5 separate regions of the Mus musculus genome follow, and all the other regions are linked to region 1. A link is a contact called in public Hi-C data. All regions are on one chromosome and are shown on one strand. The core of a region is the stretch at or near the end of the contact, and the rest is flanking DNA. Distances in the headings are between cores, read along the strand shown. Region 1 overlaps Tg (thyroglobulin). Region 2 holds the start of 1700012I11Rik (RIKEN cDNA 1700012I11 gene). Region 3 overlaps St3gal1 (ST3 beta-galactoside alpha-2,3-sialyltransferase 1). Region 4 overlaps St3gal1 (ST3 beta-galactoside alpha-2,3-sialyltransferase 1). Region 5 has its middle 58 kb from the start of Gm31342.

The links. Hi-C and Micro-C count contacts between places; a contact is called where the count stands out from the background.
Region 2: a contact with region 1 is called in a Hi-C map of muscle stem cells, with 1.8 times the contacts expected there. A contact is called at or near these places in 1 of 484 Hi-C or Micro-C datasets (muscle stem cells) and 1 of 130 datasets of targeted methods (memory CD8 T cells).
Region 3: a contact with region 1 is called in a Hi-C map of the G1E-ER4 cell line, with 2.3 times the contacts expected there. A contact is called at or near these places in 3 of 484 Hi-C or Micro-C datasets (B cells and the G1E-ER4 cell line) and 2 of 130 datasets of targeted methods (effector CD8 T cells and memory CD8 T cells).
Region 4: a Hi-C map of muscle stem cells shows a contact between it and region 1, with 1.7 times the contacts expected there. A contact is called at or near these places in 6 of 39 promoter capture datasets (the HPC-7 cell line, embryonic stem cells, liver and 1 more), 6 of 484 Hi-C or Micro-C datasets (DN3 thymocytes, the G1E-ER4 cell line, embryonic fibroblasts and 3 more), 5 of 130 datasets of targeted methods (the NIH/3T3 cell line, the SCID.adh cell line, bone marrow-derived macrophages and 2 more) and 3 of 9 other capture datasets (adipose tissue, embryonic tail and liver).
Region 5: a Hi-C map of embryonic fibroblasts shows a contact between it and region 1, with 4 times the contacts expected there. A contact is called at or near these places in 8 of 484 Hi-C or Micro-C datasets (DN3 thymocytes, LSK cells, cerebellar granule neurons and 4 more), 6 of 130 datasets of targeted methods (the NIH/3T3 cell line, the SCID.adh cell line, bone marrow-derived macrophages and 3 more) and 4 of 9 other capture datasets (adipose tissue, bone marrow-derived macrophages, embryonic tail and 1 more).

Annotation. Positions count from the first base shown.
Region 1 is chr15:66,816,144-66,821,494 of GRCm38.p6, forward strand. All of the region lies in intron 41 of Tg (thyroglobulin), which reads left to right. The region is part of intron 1 of Sla (src-like adaptor); the gene reads right to left. Among named protein-coding and RNA genes, the nearest start is that of Sla, 13 kb to the right of the region's middle.
Region 2 is chr15:67,224,276-67,229,626 of GRCm38.p6, forward strand. It overlaps 1700012I11Rik (RIKEN cDNA 1700012I11 gene), which reads left to right and starts at 2,494. Exons shown (of 9, transcript NR_045140.1): 1 at 2,494-2,805.
Region 3 is chr15:67,159,101-67,164,451 of GRCm38.p6, forward strand. All of the region lies in intron 1 of St3gal1 (ST3 beta-galactoside alpha-2,3-sialyltransferase 1), which reads right to left. Among named protein-coding and RNA genes, the nearest start is that of Gm31400, 8.3 kb to the right of the region's middle.
Region 4 is chr15:67,114,785-67,120,135 of GRCm38.p6, forward strand. All of the region lies in intron 3 of St3gal1 (ST3 beta-galactoside alpha-2,3-sialyltransferase 1), which reads right to left. Among named protein-coding and RNA genes, the nearest start is that of Gm31400, 53 kb to the right of the region's middle.
Region 5 is chr15:67,094,427-67,099,777 of GRCm38.p6, forward strand. No RefSeq gene overlaps it. Among named protein-coding and RNA genes, the nearest start is that of Gm31342, 58 kb to the left of the region's middle.

The DNA.
Region 1 (5,351 bases), core at 1,123-3,622:
TGTATTTGCAACACAGGAGTCAAAGTCAAGAGACGGAGGCCAGATAGCTAAAGGCAGGGCTATATGGCCTTGTACAGATTTCCAAGTCTCTCACAGAGCATAATATAATACTTCTTGCTTGTGAGGACTCATGGGGAAATATACATGCATTTCCTAGTGTACTGTAAAACCATCAAACCCTCCATTTCTGTAAACCCTTGGTAAAACCATAGTGGATCTGATAAATGGCACAGGAGGTGGTGAGTCTAACATAGAGCCACTGAACCTACCCTGAAGAGGTGACCCACAAGTATCCACTGAATGAATGAAGAAAGAGACTGTGCCTGGGGAATAAGAGCATTTGTATTTATTTCCTCTTAGCCTGTCTTTCCCATGTAGAGACGAGTAGACAGTTCCATTCCTCAAGAAGTGCTAGTTCTGCTTTGGGATTGGCTTAGAGTTAGAGAAGTAGCCTGTGGGAAGATCTGAGTTTACCCACTGCAAACCGTTTCTAAACCGGCGTGTGTCATCAAGCACTGTCTTTGCAAGAAGACTCCTGGGACTGTAGTTCCTCAACAAAAGAAAAAAGTAGAAGCTCTTCCCCATGACCCCTTCTGCTCAGGAGGTTTGCAGAAGTACCAAGACTCACTAGAATCCTATTCAGTCCTTGCTCAATTAATCCCACTAATGTGCCTCCAGAGCCTGGGTGGTTCTCAGCTCCATATGAGTAATTTACTATCTTCCAGATATGTTAGCTTGATCGCCATTGTCTTTCCTGTTGAAATAGTTGTGATGGAGCCTCTGTGGGGTAGCAAATGGCAGAGATATGGGGAGACAGGGCTGCCACTTGATCTACCCTCTTGAGCTAACCTTGAATGGATGAAGGGACAAGAGAAAAGCAGGACAAGACAACGTGGTGGGGGCCCTGGTGCACAGGGACCCCAGAAAACGCATCTAGCAAGACTTTGGTGACCAAGACTGAGTAGGAGATCCTTAAAAGTTGCAGAATTTGATACAGCTAGACATCTGAGGGTCTCATGAGATGTTTGCTTCACACCTCTTTCTCAATTCCTGTTTTTGTAGGATGACTACATTTCTTGTCTTGTCTGGAGTTGATAGTGATGGCATTACTGGCCACTGACAGTCATCTTAGCTCTTTGACTCATTCTCTGTCCCTCTCAAATCTACCTAAACGGGCTAATAAATAATCCTGCATCCCCTCCTTCTGATACTATCCCTATTGTCCTGGGCACTTCATGGATACTCACCAGGGTGTTGTTGATCATGCCATGTGGCATCAGTAAGGATGAAGGATGGTAGGCATGGTGGTGGTGTCTGTCTGCAGATCAACAGTTGCCATAGTAATCTATACCTAAGGTCAAATGGTTTGCTGGCATGCCTCCTTCTATCAATAGAGCAGAACCCCTGGATGAAGGTATCCTCCTGGCTTCCATCTTTTACCCAGTGTCTCTTTATTGTTTGACTAGTCACTTCCTAACTCTTGATCATGTACTTACAGAAAAAAAAAGTTATTCTCAGGGTATTATTCATAGTCATAAACTGTTTCCATAAATAACACAGCAAATATGTACCTATAACTTACAGAAACTGAAAGAGTGACATTTCTTAAATAATATCTATAGACACATACTCTAGAACCTTCATGTGGAGCTTCAGTGGACTATCTGTGGGTATCCCATTTGGGAGATGATTACTGACAGATACCAAAGAGAAACTGGATTGTTTCTAAGCAGGAGTCTGAAAATGTTTTGAAATCATAAGAATCTCTTACAATGTCTTCCCATGAGTAGGGCATTCATGGTAAGGGAATGCTGTGGAGTTTTGCGCCTCACAGACAGCTTTTTTTTTTTTTTTTTTTTTTTTTTTTTTTTTTTTGAGACAGGGTTTCTCTGTATAGCTCTGGCTGTCCTGGAACTCACTTTGTAGACCAGGCTGGCCTCGAACTCAGAAATCCACCTGCCTCTGCCCCCAAGTGCTGGGACCAAAGGCGTGAGCCACCACGCCCGGCTCACAGACAGCATTTTTTAAGAGTGTCTAATGAGACCAGTCTTCAGCTCTGCAATCCTAACTTGCAGACACCATCAGTTCCAAGAGGCGGGGACAACAAGCAGTCAGTGTGATGCAATGTCTGTGTAGAACAAGTAGATGTTCATAGGGAGGAGGGAGCTGAGAAGACTGAGGGAATGAGTTTCAAACAGAGAGAAAAGAAGGCCCCTTCCCCTAAGATCTCTAAACACCTTAAGGCCTTAATCATGTTCTGCTGATTTGGATTCCCTGGGGCATCTTTGTGCAGAAGTTGCCGGAATTAGCCCTCTAATAGAGGAACTCACAGCAGCAACAAAGACCTATACTGGGAATCTAGAAACAGCTGGCTGCCTGGCTGGTGATAAGGCCACTGTGCTCAACTTCCTGACACTGTCCGAGGAAGACCTTGGCACCATTCTGCCCCAGCACCCTCATCGTGTGAGTAACCATGCCAAAGTAACTGGCGAGCCACCTCTGGGTATTTCAGACAGTGCAACATGAGGCTAAGATCCATAGCAAGATTGTTATCACACTCACTGAAACCCCACCTCATGCTCTCCCAGGATGCCTCCTCATGGCTGGATGCTCCACTTCCTCATGATAAGATTTTATTGTCAGAAGAAAAGCAAGCTTGAAGTTGACTTTGATGTTACTTAAGTCACTGACACGCAGTCAGAACCAGCTGGTTAGGTGTAAAACTATCAGTCAGGGTCAGCTCAGCATGCACTGATCCATGACTAATTGCACCAGCAAGGGGAGGCTGTGGAAAATGCCTTGGCTGAGATGAAACTCTAATGCTGATCTGTTAGTCTAGAGCAGCGGTTCTCAACCTAACACTTGTGACCATTTTACACAGTTCCTCATGCTGTGGTGGCCCCCAACCATAAAATTATTTTTGTTGATATCTCATAACTGTAATCTTGTTACTGTTATGAATCATAATGTAAATATCAGTCCTTAGCCTTAGCACAGACTTAGTCTTGGTCTTAGGCAAGCCCTATGAAAGCATCATTCGGCTCTCAATGTATCACAACATATAGGTTAAGAATCACTGGACTAGAGAATAGTCTACCATTTTAAAATTATAGTTTGAGCATCAATAGGAATATCAATAGTACATATTTATATGAAGAATTTTTTATAGATTACATCTTTTTATACCTGTGGTTTCATTTGATTTTCACAAGAATTCTCTGAATTACTGCTTAGGATATCTGAAAACACTGGTATTATTTTCAGGAAGCTTGGTACACATAAGAAGCCCTTTCATGCCGCCTTAAAATTCTTCCTAACAAATATATAAGTAAGGTATTTTTCTCACTCTTACTTAAACCAAAAACCTGAAGCCTCAGGACTTCAGGTTTAGCTTTTCTAAGGTTGTATAGCTTATCAGTGAGGATTGGACTTGGATTTTGGCTGATGGCCTCATAGCCCATGCTCTCAATGCTTCTCTAGTGACATTCTTATATACCCATTTAACAGATGAGGAAACTAATAAACAAAGAAAAAAGGTAATTGCTGTGCTATGAGAAGAATTTCACAAGAGCTTCCAACCTGAAATTCCATTTTCCAAATAATCTTCCTGTACTGGCTAGTTTTGTGTCAACTTGACACAGCTGGAGTTATCACAGAGAAAGGAGCTTCATTGAGGAAATGCCTCCATGAGACCCAACTGTAAGGTATTTTCTCAATTAGTGATCAAGGGGAAAGGCCCCTTGTGGGTGGGACCATCTCTGGGCTGGTAGTCTTGGTTCTATAAGAGAGCAGGCTGAGCAAGCCAGGGGAAGCAAGCCAGTAAAGAACATCCCTCCATGGCCTCTGCATCAGCTCCTGCTTCCTGACCTGCTTGAGTTCCAGTCCTGACTTCCTTGGTGATAAACAGCAGTATGGAATTGTAAGCTGAATAAACCCTTTCCTCCCCAACTTGCTTCTTGGTCATGATGTTTGTGCAGGAATAGAAACCCTAACTAAGACACTTCCTATATTTCTTCAAAATAACAATAATTTATACTTGCTTTCATCTGACAGATTTGAAGGTCATGATAGGAAATATACTTCAAAGATAGAACAAACATGGAGGTGCAAAAGTATGCATATTCTTCTTGTAGAGTCCATCATAACCTTAGCAAGAGACTGCAGGATTGCCCAGGGTAGCAACTGAAGTAAGGATCTGCTTGAGTGAGGAGCTCAGAAGCTGTCAGTGCCCTCATCCTGGTGGGAGCTGGGCTCAGACCATGAGATAAGGAAGTGAGCTGTGCCATGGAAGTGCCAAGTCCATCTGAACACATAGACTATGGGAACAGGATGTCTCAAACAGGAACTGGAAGCTACAGTCACAGGCTGCAATTCAGTGGCTCAACAGACAGCTGCGGAGATGAAAAGAGTCTCCCTCAAACATTCATTCTGTCTCCTGTAGCATGTAGAGACCCCTGTTAGAGCAATGTATTGTCTCTACCCACTCTAGCTAACTTCTGACTCTCTGTCCAGCATCACCTCCAGTGATGGCCATTGCAGATGTGAACTATTCTAACAGGTTCCCAGCTTCTTATTCTATATTCCCAAGGCCTATTTTCCCATCAAACCATGTTCTACATATATATTTCCTAGGGCAGGCTAGGTCTTGCATCTTGAACCATAGTGTTCAAGCAGCTCTCAGATCCAACTGTAAAACAAAGAAAATGTATGTCTTCTACAAAGCTACCCATAAGTGACATGAAGCTAGGCCTTCCTAGAAATGTATTAAAAACTGAAGAGTGACAGGAAGTGTTGAACCATAGTTTACCCTCTCCCCTGCCAGCTGTGGACCCAGCTGTCCCCTTCTCCCCATAGTCTCAGGGACCACTGGATGGCTGGTCTCAGGAATGAATGATAGGGACAAGCAAGTCCTCTTTACGATGGGGTGCCGACCCCACCTCAGCAATCATTAAGGTGGCATTTTTCAAGGGTGATACCTTGGTCTGGCAAGTTAGTAATTTTTAACTGCCATGCACTTAAATGGATTCTGACAGTCAGAAAGCAATGGAGTCAATTAAACATGACATATTTAACAGATGGCAAAAGGTGTTTTGTCAAGACTTTGAGACATAGAGAAAATGAGATAGGTGCAAATCCGTTCCAGAGGGGCAAAGCCCACACCAATCATGTCTATTTCCAAACAAAAGGAATGTCCAGGAAGGGGTCACTGGGGTCCTTGAGGTTTTTGTTGGAGACTGTCCCCTCACCCAGACCTTGCTCCTATGGGTTTTTGTTCCATCTCACTACTTGTTTCCCTGTGGAGTGGCCATCAATGGCCTTAGCCATACCATTTACTTGTGGCTTTATTCATG
Region 2 (5,351 bases), core at 1,244-3,743, 410 kb after region 1:
ATCTGGTCCAGGCTGCTCTTTCTCTCAGGGCTTCTGATTGCTCTCAGCTTCCTGTTTGTCCTTGGACATCTGCTTCTAGGTTCTCCCTTCAGGAACTCATTATTTCCTTTGCTAGCTATCTTTTAAAATTCTTAATTCAGTGTTTTAAAATCTCATATTCATTAACATAAATAAAATAAAAATCTCATATTCAATACTTATTCTGGAAAAGATAACCAGACAGAAAATCATCCCAGAGAAAAGGCAAAACCAAAATTTGACCTCATTTCTTTCCAACTTTTATAATGTGAATGTCCTCATTATTGCTGCCATTAAATGTCTGTTGCTACGAATCGGGGGTAGCCCATAGGGTCATAGCAACAGAGGAGGGAATGAAATAGAGAAATAAATTTATCCATTCCTATTACTATCATCCAGAATAAAAAGAAACTGGTGCTTTCTAGTCAGGCTCTCTTCTCTGGGTAGGCAGAATCTAGAAGATCAAGTTGGAGGACTTCCTAGGAGAGGATCAATAGGTTTCCAAAATAGTTTGCTGAGTCCATGCATGCAAAAAAATCAACAAAGGAAGAGATAGAAAGGGATCTTTCCCTGGACTCACATCCCAGACATCATTGGCCTGAAAATGTGCCTGGTCCAGGTGATAGACGTAGGGGATGCACAGATATTTTAGGAAGGTAAGAATTCGTTCTCTCTCACGTCCACTTACTAGTAGTACTAGTAGCAGGGACACAGTGGATGACTGAGTTGTTCAGGTTTTGAGCTAAGCATTAGAAACTTAACAATTAAAAAAAGTAGCTGAGATTTCTATTTTCAAGAAAAATGTACACAGCCAAGAGCAAGAATTCCCAACTATTCTGGTTAGTTTTTGTTTGTTTTTGCTAACTTGACACTTGATACAAGCTAGCATTATCTGGGAAGAGGGACCTCAATTGAGAAAATACATCCATCAAATTGATCTGTAGATAAGTCTGCAGAGTGTTTTCTTGATGAATTATTGATGTGGGAGGAACCAGTCACTAGGGGTGATGTCACCTCTAAATCTAGGTGGTCCTGGGAAGTAAAAGAAAGATGGCTGAGTGTGAGTTGGAGAATCATGGGAGTAAGCAGCACTCGCACATGGTTACTGCTTCAATTTGCCCCACAAGTTCTTGCCTTGGCTTCCCTCAATGATGGCTTGTAAGCTTTAAGATGAAATAAACCCTTTCCTCCTTAAGTTGGTTTTGGTCAATATTTTATCACAGTGACAGAAAGAAAACCAAAGCACTGACCATAGCATTGTTGATATTTTGAGTCATTTCATTCTCTGTTGGCAGAGAGGGGCTGTTTGAGGCGTTATAGGTTTTCAACATTGTCCTTACTCTTTCCTCACAATCAAAACTGCCATCTGGAAAATGACAAATGTCAAGGGGAAGAAATGGCCACCAGTTGAAAAGCTTTTTGATCAGAAGTATTGAAGCAGGTAATTTGGTAATGTGGAGAGAGTTCAGTCAGCCTTCTGCCATCCAGGGTTCCGTGCCCACGAAGCCAATCTGCTGTAGGTTTAAAATTGAAAAAAAAAAAGTCATGTGGTAATCCAGTGGAAGTGGATGTGATTGCATGATCCCCTGAAAATGTCTGGAAGTGTTCTCTAAATGTGTTTTCTCTCGGCCACAAGTCAAATTTGTCCTGCCTAGGTGGTGCTTATTGCTCCTGGAATGAAGAGATGTGGAACAGAGACGTATCTCACTTGCAGTTTGCAATGCATATTATTACCCATCCTTATCTGTGATTCCTCTCTCTATGATTTCAGTTACCCCTGATCAACCATACTTTGAAAACACTAAATAAAAAGATTCAGAAGTAAGAAACTCTTAAGGTTCAAATACATTCTGCTATAAACTACCATGGTAATTATTTTATCATTGGTGATAATTGTTATGCTCAAAGTGGGTTTGATTCATAGACATGGCTTCCTTATAGGTTGGTATGAATATGAAAAACAGTATGTAAGGGCTTTGGGATCTCCTGTAGTTTTGGGCACTGAGTAGGAGACTTGGAAAAGATTGTCTTGGGTGATGGGTTAGCACACAACCAGAAACAAATCTTGGCTTCTATTATCCTTTATGGTTTTTGTGGCCCTCTATTCCTACAGCACAAGCCTATGGTGATGATATACCCTTTGTGGCTATGGCTATGCAAAATGAATGGCATGGATAAAAGGCTCGGGGCAGGAACACCATAACAACATATTTGTAATACACAGTCCAAGGGGACACAGTAGCTGGGAGGAGGGCATGTGGAGAACCTGACCTTGCAGACATGATCATTAGCTTAAGAAACCTAGAAGACTAGCTTCTGTCTGGCAATGTGAGGTGTCACTTATGTGATGCTTGTTGTATGCCAGAAGGCCTTCCAAGTGAGATCACAGGCACCATCGCCTTGGATCTTCCCCCAGGTTCTAGAAGGCACATGCCTATTATTAGCAACACTTGAAAGACCAGGATATGGAGGCTTAAAGCAATTAGTCACATGTAAAGTTCACCTGAAGCAGAGTGGTAATTCCTGTTCATCAGATCTCTTTGATGCCAACATCTTCCCATTCAGTGATAGGGTGGATTGCTGGCTGGGCTACCTGTAGGCCTGCTGATAAAAAGATAGCTTCTGCTGGTGGCTGACTGTGGGTAAGAGTCATTCGAGCAAATTGCTTCCCGGAAGCACTGATTCTCTGCAGTTTGTTCTAGGGAAGACTCCTTCCAGCGAGGCTGGCTGGGCAGGCCACACTTGCAAAGGCGATGCTCTGAAATTAGAGGTGAAAGAGGCACGCATGTAAGTCACGTCTGTTCACAAATTGAATTAATTATACTTGGCTGGGGCACAGGTGGAAGGAATCCAACTGGAGTTTGTTCAAAAAGCAAGAGAGAAAATGATGGAGAAGAAATGAAGGCAGTGTCTTGTCGTACAAAATATTTTTAAAAAACCTCGGCACGGGGGGTGGTGGTGGTGGTGTTCTTCCCACCTTAGACCATTTATGTTCCCAGATAAACACACACACACACACACACACACACACACACACACACACACACACAAAAGCTTTATATTTTAGTATGCCTTATGCAACACAATAGCTGGCAGCTGCCTACCCTCCACGCTGTTAGAATCTACCTTTCTATAGATAATCCTAAACTATTAGTCACTATTTATTATGCTCCATCTGAACTCCTCTAAACTGCAACCAGGCAGCCCTCTGGGACACCTTGGCCCCTAGGTCATGGTGGATCTCCTTTCTCATCTCTCACAGGTTCTTTTCCTAGCCCGTGGTGGCTTCTTGCTTCCCATTACTCTTTCTCACAGTCCCAAGTCCAGGAAACCTCAACCTCACTTACATAACCAACAGCATAGAGGGTAGGCAGTTGCCGAGCTACAGTACTGCATAAGGCATATTTAAAAACAAAACGGCTATGTGACACATCTTTCATTTGGGAACATAAGCTGCCAAAGGCAGGAAGAAACCCCTCAATGGAATTTTTTAGATCTATTTTACTACAGTGTTTAGAACAGGGGATAGGAATATGGCAGGGCTCAGGATGGCTGGAGCCAGAGCCTGGATTCCCTATGGCCTATTCTCAGTGTGTTTCCTGGGTGGGAACAGTTTCTATTTTCACCACTCCAACCTTATGCAGCTGCCGTCACCTCTCAAGTTTCCTGATTTATGTTTCAGCCACCATGGAGCCTCATGGCTCATTTTCATTCTTACATACCAGAGGAAATGACTGATTCAGTGGGCTGGGAATTCAGTTCAGTTAACAGAGTACTGGACTGTCATTAGCCCTGGGCTTGACCCCTAGCATCTCAAAGTAGGGCATGGTCATGCATGCGTGTAATCCCGGCATTTAGGAAGATCGGGAGTTCAAGGTTATCCTTAGCTACAAAGCAAACTCAAGGCTATCCGGGGCTGTATGGAAGCCAGTCTTAATGAGGAAATAATAATTTTATGATGTTTGACTCAAGTGCTGTCTGGGTTTGGTGGTACTGTGCTCAAGACAATTCATATAATGCAGGTTGGTGAGGCAGAGGGGTCTCAACGGACCCCTAAGAGTGGGGCAATCATCTCGTTAGAGGCCTAGAACACATATGCCCTGAAGGATGGCTAGATCTGAGGAAAAATAATAGGGAAAAACGTGGAGAGCACAAAGACACTTTTTTCCCCCAAGAGGGGCCAAGTAAGAATTGTCTGGTGTATGGTTCTATTATATATTTTAAATGTCATGTTCTATGTGGTTGAAAGTATTTCACTCACACTAGAATAAAGTACTGTTGACAGAGACCAGTTCTGATTGCCAAAGGCTTAAAAAATGCCTTATATTATAAAGTGCATATGTGTGTGTGTATAAAATTGACACATAACAAATGCTTGCATCTGTGAGTACAAAGTGAAATTTTATCATATGTGTACCATATGCATACATTCAGGGTTCTAATATATTTATTGCCTGAATTGTTTATCATGTTGATGAGTGTTGTTAACATTTCAGAGTCCTCTCTTGGACCTATTTTGAATTACCCGAGTAAGTGTTGTTCACCATAGTCACTCTATCCTATAGGACATTCTAGAAACCTAGTTGCAGTGGTGGGTTTCGCTGTTGGAAGCTGTAGTGACTTTGCAATAACAGATCTTACTTACTGGAGCTTTGATGTTTCTCCATTGGCTCATTTAGCTGATCTCAAATAAATCCAAACTTCATGACCCAGAAGAGGTGACCTGAGGCCAACTGGCCTTTATCTTCTGCCCACTGAAGCCTGGACCCTTAGACGGATTTATTTGACTGGAGTATGTTCACTGAAGAGTCTTGATATGGAGCCAAATGAGCAATAAGAAATTACAGAGCAGACAGTGAACAACAGGATGGAGGGAAAGCCCAGGTGTTCTTAGGCATGCCGAACCTCGAACGCCTTGTAGGATGATGCAGGGCAGAAGGGAGCAAGGCCAGTTGGAACTTGATTTGGCTCCTGAACTGAGGCGGCAGTCTCTTTATGCTCCTTTAAAAACCAACCAAACAAAAAACAAAAACAGGGAATCGACATAAAAAACGTCAGTACCATCTCTCCTTTTGGTAATGCCCTTTTTAATGCTGCAAGTTCTGGAGAGTTCCCTGGTCCCTGGTGGAGGATATGCTACTGAAGGAGGAGACATTGCCTTTGCATCCAGCCCTTCCCACCAACTGCCCTCCTGAGTAAGCTTGTTTCAGTTGGTTCTGCCAGCTGGCTGGTGTCTGTCCCTGCTCTGCCTTCCCTCCAGCCCCATTCACTCCATTACAACACCCACTGCCGCCGCTGGATTAATGAGTCAGACTGGCCTGCCACACGTCTGG
Region 3 (5,351 bases), core at 1,516-4,015, 340 kb after region 1:
CTAACACAGAGTTAAACTCACGTGTCAGGACCAGAACCAGCACAGGTTACCTCTTATGAACATGTATAAGGCTTGGTTGGATTGTGTCACACACTGTCCTTGGCCCCAGTGAAGCCTACAGTAGACTCATGGGTGCTCCCTTGTAGGAATAGACTGTGTAGGGAAGGGAGGCAGACTCAGATACAAGGAGCTATATTATATTACTCTCTACCCCTTGGGACTATGCATGTGCAAGTGGGTAGTGTCCTAACTAAAATCCTGGCCTAAACATGACATACCCAGATAATGGGATTGACACAAAGGGTATCTGGCTGCAGCTAACTGCAAAAGGGATAACTGAATGAGAAATAAGAGTAGAGAGAAGCTAACAAGGGCTAGTGTAGAGACCTAGAAAGGTGAGTATAGTTACCACAGGCTGATGCCAAGGGTATAGTCACAGGGAGCAGGAAGATGGCTTGCTTATGTTTGTGAAAGCAACATTCTCACATGAATCTGGACACTAACTCAGGAAGCTATAGGCTTGTCAGCTTGGGAGTGTTGTTTGCTGCCTTGAAGCCTCCCTGTCTGAAAGAAGATTCACACACTGGATACCATCAACTTCTTGTCCAGCCTCATTTCACAGATGTGGACACTGGGGATCTGAAGTGGTTCCCTATTTACCCAAGGCCACACAGAAATGGATGGGGGTGAAATTCACAGCCAGCGCTCCCTTAGGTAGGATATTTCAATGTCCATGGTCAGATCTGAGCCTTGCCCCAACTTCAATTGCAGAGAAAGAGATTTACAGAAACATGACTGTGAAGTGAACTTGCAGGTGCATCCCCACCTAATTAATCTGACGATACTGGTTTTTGGTATGCCAGGGAAGTAGGGTAGAGTCTAGTTGGCCAGGCAGCCCACCTAAGAGAACACTGTAATAGCCCACTTATTCTCTTCCTCCAGCAACAGGTTAGGACCCCAGCCTTAGTGCCTGAATTTCTAGATGCTGTTTTGATTATCCTCAATCTGTCCCTACCTCTTAAGCCTAACTTTTCTGTCTGCAAGGTGGAACTGGTGGTTGAGAATAGCCATAAGGAAGGCAGGATGCATGCTGCTTTTCCCTGTTGTCCCTGGACTGCAGGCAGATGGGTCTAGTCCCTTGGTGTATGGGCCCCCTCCTCCTTTGGGGACAGGGATAGGGGTAAAGGAAGGCCCTCACTTCAGGTAGGACATCCTGCACATTTTCGAGGTGGACTGAGTTGGTTGTCAGCAGAGGTGGCTGCAGCCTGAGTGGTTCTTCTCTGGACATCAGATGCAGATTAGTGCATGTCCTCATTGTCTCCTGAGGACTCAGAGGATGTGTGTGTGTGTGTGTGTGTGTGTGTGTGTGTGTGTGAGATGGGCACTATTTTCTAGCTACTTAAAGGAGGAGGTTTGTGAACCTGGTCTTGTAATTGGGGGAAGACAGAATGAAGGAAATGGGAAACGGGAAAGGAGAGAAGGAAAATCTCACCTATGACCATGAAAATCTTTACTTTTGGTTCTCAGTAGTAGCTCAGTGTACATGCTGTGGGGGAGGATTACTATTAGTCTCTGATCTTTATCTGATTGAAGGAATGAGGTGCAGAGAGGTAGAGAGGTACAGGGAGATAAACGGGGGACTCAATACAGCAAGAGATGGAGGTACTGCAGTACCACCCCCGTTTCTTTCAGAACAAGCATGTTAGAAGACAACATGACAAGTTGGTAGAGAAGACATACTAACCCTCATTGCCTGTCCAAAACTTGAGTTTTGACTAGTTTCCATACCTCAGCCTCTCTCTGTCAAAACATCCATAGCACGGTGTGCCAACCCTACCCAGAAAAAGAAATGAACCAGAATGGCTAAACAGTACACTCTCTGGTAGGTGCTTAGATGGATAAGGGGCAGAGAGAAGCTGGCTGAAATACACAAAGGCCAGCACAGACTTGCTCAGGACATGGTGGTGAGGGGTGTCTTCAGTGATGTGGCAGCCTGGCAGCCTGGCAGCCAAAATGAGGCCTGCTTCTCGGCCCACAACAATGAATAATGAAGCAAGATAGAGACACCGAGACTATTGCTAAAGGGGCGGAACAGGTGCAACTTAGGGTATGGTCTGAGATGAATAAAATGCAGACTCAGAGATCATTTTGCAATTTTCACCCTCCTCTGACATCCAGCAAACACTTTCTGATGTTCCAAACCCAGACAAAGCTCCTGGATTAAATTCAGATGGCTCAAGAGAGATCCAACATGCTCTGGAAAGACCCCTTCCCCAAGTCAAAAGATGCACAGGAAATGATTTTTCTATCCTATGGTACCTCTGTGGTCAGAGAGGTCCCTACATGCAGTGTGCAAGCCTAGTCAAGATATCCACAGGGAGTCTAGCCTGGGAAATAGCATCAAAGTGGCCAAGAAAGAGAGTTCCAACAGACCCTACAATACTGAATGAGGGTGTCACTCAGAGCATTGTGTCAGCAACCCTCTCCAAACACTTCCAGAGCAGTGGCTCCCTTGGCAGTCACATAGCACCTCCTGGAATATAGGTAGGTACCATGAAGACCTGTTTCCTAGACGAGGAAACGGAAGCACAGAACAGCTAAACAACTCGCTTCAGGTCACACAGCTAGCGCTTCAGCAGATGAGCTGATGAATCAGTGTGTGACTCAGCAGATGAATAATTGAAGAACTGGGGAGAAGGTTGAACAAGGGCACCCACTAAGATTTCATAACTCCGGTTCACGCTATCTTAGAGAGCAACCTCTGTGATGTACTATCACTGGATCGCCCCTTGGCATCTGCACCCACGCCAAGCAACAGTTATGATGCCATAGCCCAAGGCTAAAAAGGAAGCCTCCCTGATTGCACTCCAGGGATGTTTTCCAGTCATGCTGGGTGTTCATATTCCAAACTCAGTCCACAACCTTCAGGGCTTCCTCTGCTTTGTGGGTTTGGCAGGGCACAGGGATCGGTTTCATTTGCAAAATCCTGTATGTACTTCTGGGCTCACAATGGCCTCCTTCAGAGTGTTCCAGGTTGCAGGTAGAGACAGGCAAACAGCAAAAGGCTTCATGTTGGAGCCAGTGCTGTCACTACAGAAAGTAGGTTTTCTTCTCTCTCTCTCTCTCTCTCTCTCTCTCTCTCTCTCTCTCTCTCTCTCTCTCTCTCCCTCTCCCTCTCTCCCTCCCTCCCTCCCTCCCCCTCTGCGTGTGTGTGTGTGTGTGTTGGGGTTGTGTCGAACCAAGTGTGCACATGACATGACTGTGGCATACATGTGGAAATCAGAGGACAACTTTTCTCTGGGAGTCAATTCTCTCTTTCTCCTACCATGTGGGTTTTTGGAGACGGAACAGGTCTTCAGGCTTGCTTGGCAAGCACTTACACCTGCTGCCAGCTCCCAGAATGAATTATTTTCCTAATCCAAAGTTCCTATGAGGTGGGTGGGCAAGGACAACTAACAGCTCCTCTTATCTTCTCACTTCATTTTTAATTTCCCTTTTGGCCAAAAGACCTTTTTTTTTTTTTTTTTTTTTTTTTTTTTTTTTTTTTTTTTTACGTTGAAGATTAGCCTTTGAAACTCCCAGCTCTGCACCCCACAGAGCAGCTCTTGGCTCTGGCACCTAATATGTTTCTCAAGCAAACAGCCTTTATCCCACTGACCCTCTGCCAGGTGGTGGGATTAGCAGATCTTCCACTAAAGGCACAAGGCACCTTCCTGCCTTTTGTGAAGATGTTATTAACAGGCATAGGCTTTCATTCCTCAGTTCATTTGAAGCAGGTTGGCCTCCCAAGGTGCCCATCTCGGGTGCCAGGGGAAATTCTCAGCCTGGCTTGTCAACTAGGTGCTTAGTCTTGCTACTAAGCTCTGTCTCATGCTGGGAGACTCACCATGGCTTTGAGCATCACTTGGTCCGTAGGCATCATAGGCTTTCTGGATTCAGTTCATGCCAGCACTAGGGAAAAAAATATCCCATCAGAGACATGGGATAGGGATTTTTGGGAAGATGGCAAAATCATGTGGTTTCAGAACCAGTCAGGACAATTTATGAAGCCTGATTGGAATGTGACTCTTGGGGCACACTGAAGTCTCCCAGAGGGTCGGGCTGCTGGTCTTAGACTCAGGAGAAAGGAAGTGAGGAGTCTCAGGACCTTTTACTACCTACATAGTTAAAGCATTGCATCCCTGGCCATTAATAAGCATGGCTCTGATGGGGTCAATCTAGGGGCTGGGGTGGGAGCTGATGCCCTGTCAGATGTAGTTCTGTTTTCCCAAAGTCCCCAATGCTCGACAATGCAAAGTTGTAGGGTACAGGATGATGTTCTAAGTACACTGCATGTGATCAGGGTTTTGGGCTCTGAAAGTGCCAGTAAATTCCAACTCTGAATCTAGCTATGGGATTCACCTACATCACTGTCTTAACCTCGCTGACTCTCAGCTTCCAATATCAGTGAAATGGGATTATAATGTAAATGCATCGACCACCCAGGCTGCTGTGGGGGGGGTGAAGGTACAATGTGAGAGGGGCCAGATTCTCCTACCAGGGAGCCTGCTTGCAGACTAGGTAGGGTTGAATGATGATCATGGCTCTCTCTGGTCATGTGGGAGCCCAGACTCGTCTTCCTACTTTGAAAAAGAAGAAGAAGAAGGAGGAGGAGGAGGAGGAAGAGGAGGAGGAGAAGAAGAAGAAGAAGAAGAAGAAGAAGAAGAAGAAGAAGAAGAAGAAGAAGAAGAAGAAGAAGAAGAAGAAGAAGAAGAAGAAGAAAAGATGCAGCTCTAAGAAAAGCCAGATGGCTCAGGAGGTGAAGGCCCTTGACCCCAAGCTGGCTACCTGAGTTGGATCCACAGGACCCTTCCCATTGAGGAAGAGAACAGAGACCCAAGAGTCCACTGACCTTCACAAAAGTGCCTTTATGAGCTGACGTCTCACAGCCCCTGGAGCTGCAAAGTAGGAAGAACTTTCATGTCTAGTCTGACACTCAGAAGGTGACCCAGCTACAGATACTCAATCCATGGGAGCTGAGGCTGGCCTGGTCCCAAGATGTTCAAAGACCCTGGGGGCACTGTTATAGCCACGGTTTACCAAAGCCGTGTAGAGGGCCGAGTCCTTCATTCCGTGGCCAATGAAATCAGATTATTACTTTGAAGCCCCCATCTCCGCTTCTGATGCTCTAAAGAAAGAGTTGCACTTTTATTGTCTTTCCACAGACCCTTTTATGTTTGAAAAAGTAAATAGTTAATTAGATGAATTGTCGTCTCTCATGTGCAGTTGTCCTGGGCCTGGTGACCATGAAACAGTATTTTGGAGTCGTTCAATCTCCTAAGCTAGAAAAGGCATAGGTTTGCTTCGGTTGT
Region 4 (5,351 bases), core at 872-3,371, 300 kb after region 1:
AACCTCCGAAGCTTACACATGAGCAAATGCCCTGCAATGAGGGATAATGGTTAAGAGCCTAAGTCTCTTACCCCATGGTTTCCTTTGCTATGGACACAGCCTCTCAGTGTTGGACGTAGTGTCTGAAAATTTAATCTATCTCTCCACCCTTTCAAGCATATCTCCGTTTGTCTCACTGCTGCCCTGGGAGTCAGCATTCACCCTTTGCAGGACATAGGCAGCTTCATCTCCACTTTATCTTTTCTCTTCAGCCTACTTCACCTCCCATCCCTCAGCTGTCCCCACCCTTCAGACCTTGGCTGTTTCTCCCTGGAGTTGTCTGCTCTGCAGCCACTGTTGGACGTGGTGGGGAGAAAGGGTCTTACCCGTGTTAGACCCCGTGTCAGACAGGGAGGCTCCACTGAGTTTCAGCGTATCGCCCCTCTTTATAAACTTGAGCAGGTGGCTAGGCAGGAAAGAACAAAGTACCAACTGGGGCCTCAACAGCCTCTGCCCTGCCCAGAGGGGCCCAGAAACAGCTTGTTTATTATCTCTATGCTAGACATTCTTTTGATGGCAGCCTTGACTCAAGGCCCAATGACTTTTGGCCAAATCTTGTCTTTCTCATCACTGAAAAGTAGACCATCTCCAGGCCTCTGGGTTCTCGCTCACTGGCTTCATATAGCAGAACCAGAAACCAGAGAGTAAGACCCAGGGCAGCGGAATGCCTCGAACATGCTATAGAGAAGAGAGCGCCTTCTTCAAACTGCTCTCAAGCCCTGTCCTGATCAGTGGCTATTTGGTGCCACCTAGTCTTCTTATGGAAAGTGTTCAGTGGAGCCTGGCCAACAGCACCAGAGTAAAAACAGTCATAGAAGGCACACCACACAGTTCCTGTGCGTTGTGAGCCAGACTCTGAACTTCTCTGATCCTTGCTTCCTAAAACACTGTTGCTTCAGGCCAAGGTGGGAAGAATGACTGGCATAAAGGGGACCAGCACAGAGCACCGAGTGTAAATAACACCAGCCGTGGCTGTTTCTATTCCTTGAATCCCGGATGCTTCCTGTGGACAATGTACCCCAAGATGGCTGGACTGTCTCAAGGGCAAGTTTATTTAAAGGACCAAATGATACCAGGCATTAAAGAATACAAGCCAGGGACACCCTGTCTCAGTTCCTCTAGGTGGTGGCACCTGACTATTCGGTGCTTTCTGAGGCCCCGGGGAAAGTGGTCCTAACAGTGTGTGTGTGTGTGTGTGTGTGTGTGTGTGTGTGTGTGTGTGTGTGTTAGGGATCCCAGAACTAGAGATACAGCAAATAGCCAAACAGTGAGGCTGACCCAGTGAGCTAGCAGCTAGCTAGTTGACTGCCCAGGGGCTTCTCCACAGTGGTTTTACTTTCCAGTTTCCACCTGCCTGTCCCTCCGATTCCCTTCCCCCATGCTTAGGCGTACGAATGTACTGCCCTTTGGAGCCTGTGAGAGTACACCTCCCCCCCCCCCCAGGAGAGGCCCATCACCCTTATAACACTGGGCCCCAGGGTTGGATGGGGCCAACTGGTTCTTTGTACTTTGCAGTTCAGGGTCCTAGCTGCCACCTGTTAGACCTCTGATGAGTCCCGTGCACTGGGCTTTGACTAGAGCAAGTCTTTGTCGTCAGTTAGGCCTAGGGAATGTTGAGCCTACCTTTCCCAGGTGATAGGCCCTGTGTAGGTCATTCTACCTCTCTGCTGGGTTTGCTCCATAAGGCAGAACGGTCACTCTTCTTTAAGGGTCTATAGAAAGTACAAGCAGAGCCTCCTGGCATCTAACATGCATGGAAATGAGTTATCTTCATCACCAATGCACAGGTGATGGGATTGAGGCTTAGTGGGGAAGCCTTTGACTGAATCTACGCACCCAGGAACTGAACCGTGAATTTGAACTTGCTCCTCCCCTCAAATACGGTGCTTTCTCAGACTTGGAAATGAAAAGCCCAGACATCGCCCTGCCCTTCCTTTCCTGTCTCTGGCACATCTACTCTGTGCTAAGCAAGAAATTCCAGGAAGCAGATGCTGGCTCTGAAAGTTGCATCCCCTGAGCAGGATCTGGGGTTACTGTGTTCTCATACAAGGGTGTGCCTCACTTCTGCTTTAATCCCTCATTTGGAGAACCCACGGCCCAGTGAGTCAGAGCTGGAAAGCTCTTGGCTGGGGCTCGCCGGTGGAGGGGAATGCCGCTTGCTCAGGCTCCTGGGCCACTTATCACCAGCAGCTGAGGACTTCTCAGAGCATCTGCTGTTGACACTTGGTGACTAGCTTCCTCCCTGAAGATGTTGCTCAGTACAGCTGTCTGGGAAGCCTGGGAGACTGGAGATGTTGAAATCTTCCAGGTGAATTCTAGAACTTTGTGGTTAAAGTCAAAGCAAGGGGCAGCCAAGAGCTAGGGAGCTGTCTGCTTTTAAAATGGTTGAGTCCTACACAAAGGTATCACTGCTATATGCCAGCCGAGGACTTTTAGGGAGTCCTGTTTATTGCTGACCGGGACCCCCAATTGGGTCACTGTCTACCACAGTGAGGGGGTTTACCTACCCTCCTTCATACGCCCTCCCCCTCTAGTGATGCACTGCTCAGACAGCTCTGGAGTCTGTTAGTCGATGTCTGGGTTGATAGAAGAGTGAGCCGAGGCCTTCCTTCTGTCCTACCTTAGTGGTGGTGGCTGCAGGTGGCTTGACACTGCCCCGGAGGACATGCCTAAGGACTACCTTAAGGCTGAAGGTAGGTGTGTTCTGTGCTGACTTTCTGAAGCTTCCTGGTTTCAGGGTCCCAGCCAGAATGGCTTCCCTAAATGCCTGAGGTCTCACACCTCCTCGCTTTCCTCAACTTTGCAAGTGACTGGTCTCTGAGAAGCACTCGTTTTCTATCCATATTCTCAGACCGGATCCTCACTGCTTGCCTTACAGATCCCTAGGACAACTCTAACCAAGCCTGGCAGCTCCCATGCCTCTCCATTTTACCTCTACTTGGCTGGCCCATCCCAGACGGAGCTATCGCCTAACAGCCTTTGTGCGTAGTATACCCGGGTGTGATGGATCCTTTTCCTTGTCACATTGACTAGGTTTAGAATTTCCATAGAAGCACAATAAATCTTATGAATGCAGAAGGAAGTAGCTGGAGAAATGGCTCAGAGGTTAAGAGCACTGACTGCTCTTATAGAGGATCAGGGTTTGAATCCTAGATCCCACATTGGACACCATACACAGGCCCGTATGTAATCTCAGTTCTGAGGGATCTATGCCCACTTCTGACCTCTACAGGCACCTTCACATGCACACACACACACACACACACACACCACATACACACACACCCCACATACACACACATGTTTTTTTCTTTTTTTCAAAAGGATTTCTATGAAAAAGGTTCTCTAGAAAGGTTTAACTGAGCTGGGAAGACCTCTCCTGAATATAGGTGACATTATTCTGGACTGAATAAGGAGAAAGTCACCCAAGTGCCAGCATTCACTGCTCTCTGCTTCCTAACTGTGGACGCAATGTGCTCAGTCACTCCCTATCCCTCCACTGGGCTACCCATGCCAAGGTGATCTCTACCCTAGCTGGGAGCCAAAACAGAGCCCTCTAATAATGATGGTTGGAATGAAAAATGGATCATGTATTTGAATGCATGATCTTAGATAGCAGCACTGTTTGGAGAAGCTACAGAGCCGTTAGGAGGTCGACGTATGCTGGAGGAAGTACATCAGTACTCTTGTAGACGTTGCTTTTGGTCAGAGTAACCAATATACGCCCCTTCCTTCCTTAAGTTCCTTCTGCCAGACATTTTGCCATATTAGTGAGAAAAGCAACTGATACATGAAGCTCAAGCAGCCGGAGTCTCTGGGCAACTTTCTGGAACCCTGTTTTGTAGAGGAGGAAGTTAGGCCCTGAGAGGCTGACCTTCTCAAGCCACCTGGAACTGCTAGAAACATTCAGCCCCATTCAACAGAATGCAAGGTAAAGGCCTTGCATAAAGGAGCTAGCTCTGGGCCAAGGCTAGGAAGGGCCCTGTTGGTTCCTAAGTCAGTCCTTCAGTGTCATGCTGTCTTGCCTTTCCCTCGGAAACCTGCAACACTCTTCTGAACATAGTAGGCGTGGTGGTTTGAATGAGAACTTCCTCCCTAGGCTCTCGCATTTGGAGATTTGGCCCCTAGTTGGCAGCACTGTTAGATAGGCTTAGCAGATACCTCCGTGCTGGCGATGGGCTTTGAGAGCTTAAGGCTTCACCCTAATCCTAGTTCACCTTCTCTGCTTTTCGTTTGTGGCTTAAGACATAAGCCCTGTTTCTGCTCCAGTTGCTATCCCTGCCACCCGCTGCCTCTGTTCCACCATCGTGGACTTTAACTGTCTAGAGTCATAAACCCAAATAAACTTTTCTTCTATCAGTCGCCTTGGTCAGTGTTTTATCTCAGCAACAGAAGAGTAACTAACACACCTGTTTGTGTCATCATCACCAGTAGATAACGAAGCCACAGACTGGGCCAGAGCCAGGAAGTATCCTAACAGTCCCTGTGTTAAATCCACTCAGAGGGGCCAGTGCCTCCCGAGAGGCCTCTCCAAAGACTATAAGTGACCCTAAAATGGCTGACCAGTGACAGCTTAAGAAAGGCTCTTTGGAACAAATGGCTCTCCACACAGCTGAGGCTTTGTAAAGATGGGGGATGAAGGATAAGAATGAGGTTCATCTCAGCATGTAGCAGAGAAAATGGAAATAACTCACTAGGATTCTGGAGAGCTGGGTGCCCTGTGAGGTGCCTGGACCAGTGGACACTGCCTGGCCTGGGAGTATTGGGAAATGTGGACTTGAGACGAAGGCAAAGGGGGTACACTGCCAGTGTGTGAGAATCATCAGGGCTACAATGACGGACAAGGCTGGAGTGTTGGGGGGCTTGTGACACTCTAAGGAGGCTGGAGAGCAGCTTTATCTCATTTCAGGGACTGAGGAAGCCTATTTCTTCAGAGGCCTCATGCTCCATGATCCATCCAGTACACTCGTCTATCTCTTTGTAACCAAGAGGTGCTAGCAGATGGGAGAACCTGTGGCTACACTTGCAAGTCTCTTTCTGAATTCTCCTACCTGCCTCTCTTGCTGATTTCCTTGCTGGGAGGATGGGAAGGCAACAACTCCCCGGGGACAATGGCTAGCGATTCAGGACCTGGTTTAGAGACTCTATGAGAAGGCTGATTAACCAGGATTAGTGTCACATGGGGGGATGGCCAGGCTGTGTTTTCATATTCCCAGCAGAACAAAAGGAATTTAAGTCCACAAATCTTCTTATGTGGAGGGAAGGGCACTCAACTTGGAGTGTGCCGATGTGCAAACAGCACGAGAAGTGAA
Region 5 (5,351 bases), core at 1,680-4,179, 280 kb after region 1:
TGGGAAATGAAGCTTTTGAGAGGGATATTATTTTCTCCCATTCTGTAGGTCTTTTAAAGGATTTGCTTCGGGGACGGGAATGATGGACCACTGGGAAGAAGTGTTCGATACAAGCCTGGTGACCGGAGCTAAATTGATGTGTCTCATGGTGGAAGGAGAGAACTGACTCCTCAAGGCTGTCCCTTGGCCTCCATATGTGAGCAGAGGTGTCTGCATATTTTTCTGACACTCCTCATGGAGATGCGGGTTAATGTGTGAGCATATGCATAAACATGCACAAACGCACACTTTTGAAAATGCTAGTAAGAAATTATTCAGAAGGGATGAAGAGGATTGTTGATATCTTCTCTCACCACACCTCTGGTCTTTATTTAGGACACTCGACACATGTTAGCAAATATCTGAAGATCTTCACAAGTTTTTGTATTTATTCCAGAGATTTAATTATTCTTCCTTTAAAGAGGCAGAAACGGTGGCAGGGAGACTTTGCATGTGGCTTTTCTATGTACCTGGACACTCCTCCCTGACCTGACCTGGCTTCATTCCTCACTTAAGGCAATGTCTGAGGATACATTACATGGTGGTTATAATACGTGACAAACCAGGTCTCTTGGACTTACGACTCCTGTTCAAAAACAACTTTGTCTTTTGACTAGCATCTGCCCAGTGCTTCTTCAACCTCTAATAACCCTCGTTGTGCCCTCTGCTTCTGTTTTGACTTCTTCAGATTCCATGCCTAAGTGAGATCATGCATGATCTGCCCTCCTGACTCATTTCATTGAATACAGCGTCCTTCAGGTTCATCATGCCAAGCGGACAGGATTTCCTACATTCTTTTGGAGGTTGACAGAACTCCTGTGGACTGTGTTCTTGCTTCCTCACCCACTCATATGTGGATAGGGTCACCAATGTTTATTCCATCTCTTGACTGAACAGTGTTGAGGTGAACACAAGGCGCAGGGATTCTGACATGATTTTTTTTTTCCTTGCGATATACTCAGAATAGGAAACACTGGATCACACGGAAGTTCTATTTTTAGTTGTTTTGAAGACCGCACATTGTTTTTCACAGTAACTCTACTGATTTACATTCTTACCCACAGCAGTGCACTTGCTGTGGCTTTTTCTTGGCTTGTTGTGAAACACAGGGAAGGTTTATGCATGGGGTTAGAATGGTCACCGTGATGCACTGACAAGAGTGGAGACAGAGCTCCATTTCCTGTGTACCCTGCTACGATTCATGGTGGGAGGAGGGTCCTTTTCTCACCTTTAACTTTAAACTTTGCCATCTCTTTTGGTACACTGCTATGTAAAAGACTGCCCCAAAATATAGGGCTCTCACTTCCCCTAGCTCAGAAGCCTATGTATGAGGCAGGTCTGAGTGGGGAGGGCTCTTCTCTGCTCTACTTGATACAAATTGGGGCAGTTCTCTGGGGGGTGCAGAATATCCTAACCCTAACCCTAACCCTAACCCTGGTTATGGAACCAGGAATTTGAAACTTCCACAGTTTGGTGAGCTAATTTAAGTAGTACAATGATTCCTGTCATTTTTGTTAACAGTGAGGGGAAACTTCAGAGGAGGAATATCAAAGAATCTGAGGTTGTTTTTGATGTTCTTCACTGGGTGTTAGAGGACATGATAGGAACCAGATCTTAAATGTGCATGGGGTGTGAAGAAGCCCATCCCTGTAGTACTTCTGCCTTCTGCATATAAATGTTTGGCCAAGAACTACGAAAGAAAGTAGAGACATCCTGGATCCCATGTGTACAAAAGCCTGTGAGCTGAGACCTGGTCAGTGAGAAGATGCTATGTAGGATAGATGCGGCTGCAAATGACTGATGTATACTGGCTTGTGTTTTAGACCAACTGTCTGTATATACAGCATGCAGATGGGTGAGTGCCAAGACAGGTAGCAGAGAAAGCGATTGATGATGGGTTGGCTTTTATATGACTGGAAGATAGAAATATCCTGAACACACGCAGAGGGAATAGGGGCATGGAAAGTATGGTTATGAACCATGTCTCTTTTAGTGGCAGAAGGGCCGGACTGACGTTGGATAGGCAAAGGGAGGAGGTGACATAGTGAGACTTCTCAGGTCTCTACTTTGAGCTCTGGGCACACCTGTTCTGTAATGGAGAATCAGACAAACAGGGACAGTGAAGGAAGGAGGTGTGTGGTTAGGATCTGTGGAGTTGAAGAGAATAAACATGCTAGAACACATCTTAGAAGGTGGAAGCATATGGAGCCCTAAGTGAGGAGAGTTTGTCTCCAAAGGTCAAGAGCAGTGTTGCTAGTTTGTGGGAAGTGGGAGGAAGGAGGAGCCTTGGTCAGTCTAGGTACAGGAATGTGGTGTTGGGAGATGAGGGACCTGCAAGGTGTTCAAGAAGGATGTAAACAAGGACAGAGGCAAGCCATGGGAAGTACAAGAGGGCTTCGGGCCCTTCAGCTGGGAAGGCTCTACCATCTGGTGAAGTCTGGTGGTGTGCCCAGCATCCAGCTTGGTGCATCTGGCCTGTGGACTACACAGTCATCTCCGCATCCCTAACTCGGTATGTTTCTGCAAAATGAACCTCTTTGGAAGCCCCAGCCTTCCCTGCCTGCCTGGTGCTCTGATGATGCACCAGCCCAGGGGCTCCTCTCCAGGGTAACTCTGTGTGGAACAAGACTTAGAGATCAGTTTCCCTGGCCTTGAGGGCAGAGCAGTTCTCACCGTTTGCACGATCTCACACCACACTCCGCCCAGTTTCTCTCTGGGAGTTTGGTGTTGAGGTGGCCGACACAGTTTCAGATATCTTGATGGTGTGTACACCATTTAGCTATTCCAGGGTACCGTGGCAGGAGAGGGGCAGACAGCGTAGGCTCAGAGTCTGAGTGCCTGGTTCCCATTGAGGTCCGCTGCTGCTGAGCTGAGCTGTGTGGCTCTGGGCAGTACGACTCATCTCTTGGAATGCTAGATTTGTGTAAAATGTGTATGTCAGTGAGGCTGCCTGTCCTGAGGCATGTGAGAAGCAGGTGAGGGGAACCCAGAGGCCTGGCTGGAATGTTTATGCTCTAAGTACAGGTTAACATCCATCCTATCTAGTATTATTGGCAACCAACATGATTCTGATACACCTGCCAACCAGGTACCTGGTACTTTGCTAGATGCTGGGCATTCAGAAGAAAAACCACGTTCAGTGTCTCTGCCTTTCTAGGACCTCTGAGAGTGGAATGGCATGGTTGGATGGAACCTTGAGATACAAACATCGTACTCAAGCCTTCCAGTGTGTACTTTAGGAACTAAAGTCAGCACACAGAAGCACCCACCCTGAAGTCCCTGGGAATGAGCATAGCTTGGATTTCTGGCCAATCTGCAATCTTTCCATTGTATTCTCCCTGATGTTCAAGCATCTCCACCAAGCCCTCTCTGCCTTTGCTTGCACACAACTGCAACTGGGGTGAGCAGCCTCATTCTCTATTCTCTGATGCTGGGCATCCTGTCCCCTGGGTTGCCTCTCTATAGCCCGTCCTACTGCTTGCATCTTTTAAGCCTTCTGATCAACCAGGGTTGACCAGAGCAGACCTGGTGAGCTGTCACGAATTGGCTCTAAGTCTAGGACAGGATCTCTGACATCAAGGAGAGATTTTGGCAGAGGTGGCCGGTTGCCCTCGAGGATTCTGGAACTTTTATCCCACCATTCATTTTCCCATTATGATGTTGTTTGGGCAATGAAACTCCTGCTGGTCAATGGACCTATATGGAAGTGGTGGGTATCAGATCTAACTGGAGACATTTGAGAGCTTATGAGGCATTACCAGTTTCCTGTACAGTGACCTTGAAGGCTATGTGCTGAAGGAGGTGAAGTTGGTAATAATGTCTTTCATGACTGGCTGGGTCACTACATGAAGGAAAGCACAAAATCCCTGAAACTGCTCCTAAAAGAAACTAGCCTTGTTCTCCATTAGTGGGACTTGAAGCTTATTTGTTTTTGCAGCATTAGCCTACTCTGGCCTGACAGATATACAATCAGCTCTGGTCTTTGTTCTTGGCTGAGGAGTTATGAACAGGGTGACCACAGGCATATAGCATTATAGTCATAGGTATGGTGCAGATACCACTGCCACCTCAGTCTCTTGGGAGAATTTCAGGAGGAACATAATACATGTTAGACACATAGAAAATCTCAGAAAATGGCTGGCACAATTTTTCATGTCTACCATGTCATTTAATACCCTCTTACAGATTAATAAACCATGATTCAGATCAAGCTCTCTCATAGGCATACAGTTCAGAAATAATAGATAACCAAGAACAAGTTTCAGGTCCTAGGTTTCCAGTGGACCTGGGTTTCATGTGAACCGTGGGAAGAGAACATTTATTATCCTGTCCACACTGGCTGGGGACTTTGGCTGTCCCCTTTTGGGCCTGTTTTCTTGACTGGTTTACTCAGGTGAGTGACAGAGACAGCGATCTTATTGGAAAGGTGTTGGGCTTGCTCGTGTCTATAGCAAAGTCCTCTAAAGGTCTGACTTTGTTCACAGGTGTGTGCCTTTTCAAAAGCTTCTGCTTTTCAGCTAAACAGACATGAGATCTTGACTAAGATGGCTCTGTTGCACCCTCTGGTGGCCACCACCCATGAACACTCCAGCTAGCACCGTTAAGCCAAGGACGGGGTCAGAAGAAACTGGGCAGCCATGGGCTGGTTTTGCTTTCCTGGCTCAAACCACTGTGTAGGGCTCATGTCTAGAATTCTTGTGCTAGGAACACCACCTAGAGTTCTCATCCCCCAGGTACCAAATGTCATGATCAGTGTTCAGGACACAGTGACCGAGACCTCACTTTTGATGTGTTTGCTAGCTCTACCCTCTGACGCACTACATGTCTGCCTGAGTCTGCTTCTTTTCCTCAAGATGCTATGCCTCATCAAATTAATACATATGAGGCCAAAAGCAATACTTTTTTTTTTATGAGCGTTACTGCTGTCTGGTTATCTGTTACCATGGCTTCCAACCTTCTCCTGGCAGAGTCCTATTCTTGCCCACAGCCATTTGCAGTACCCATTGCCCTTGATAGTCTTCTGTTAGATGAAGAATATACTAAGCCTGCATTTTCTCGTGGCACAAACTGTGGCATCCCTTTTACTCTATAGAGGTCCATCTATAGAGGATGCAGGCTTTGATCACCGATTCCAAGGACCCATGGGTACCCTTGTTCCAACCAGAGCTCCTCCTGCAGGGAAGAAACTCTTCATCCATGAGTAGACCCAGTCAACTTGAGCTTCTTGCTTGGGGCAATGCTTTCACAAAGCTAGTCCAAATGCTGGAAAGTATGGAGGAAGAGTGTGTCTCAGAGTCCAGAGGCAGCCAAGG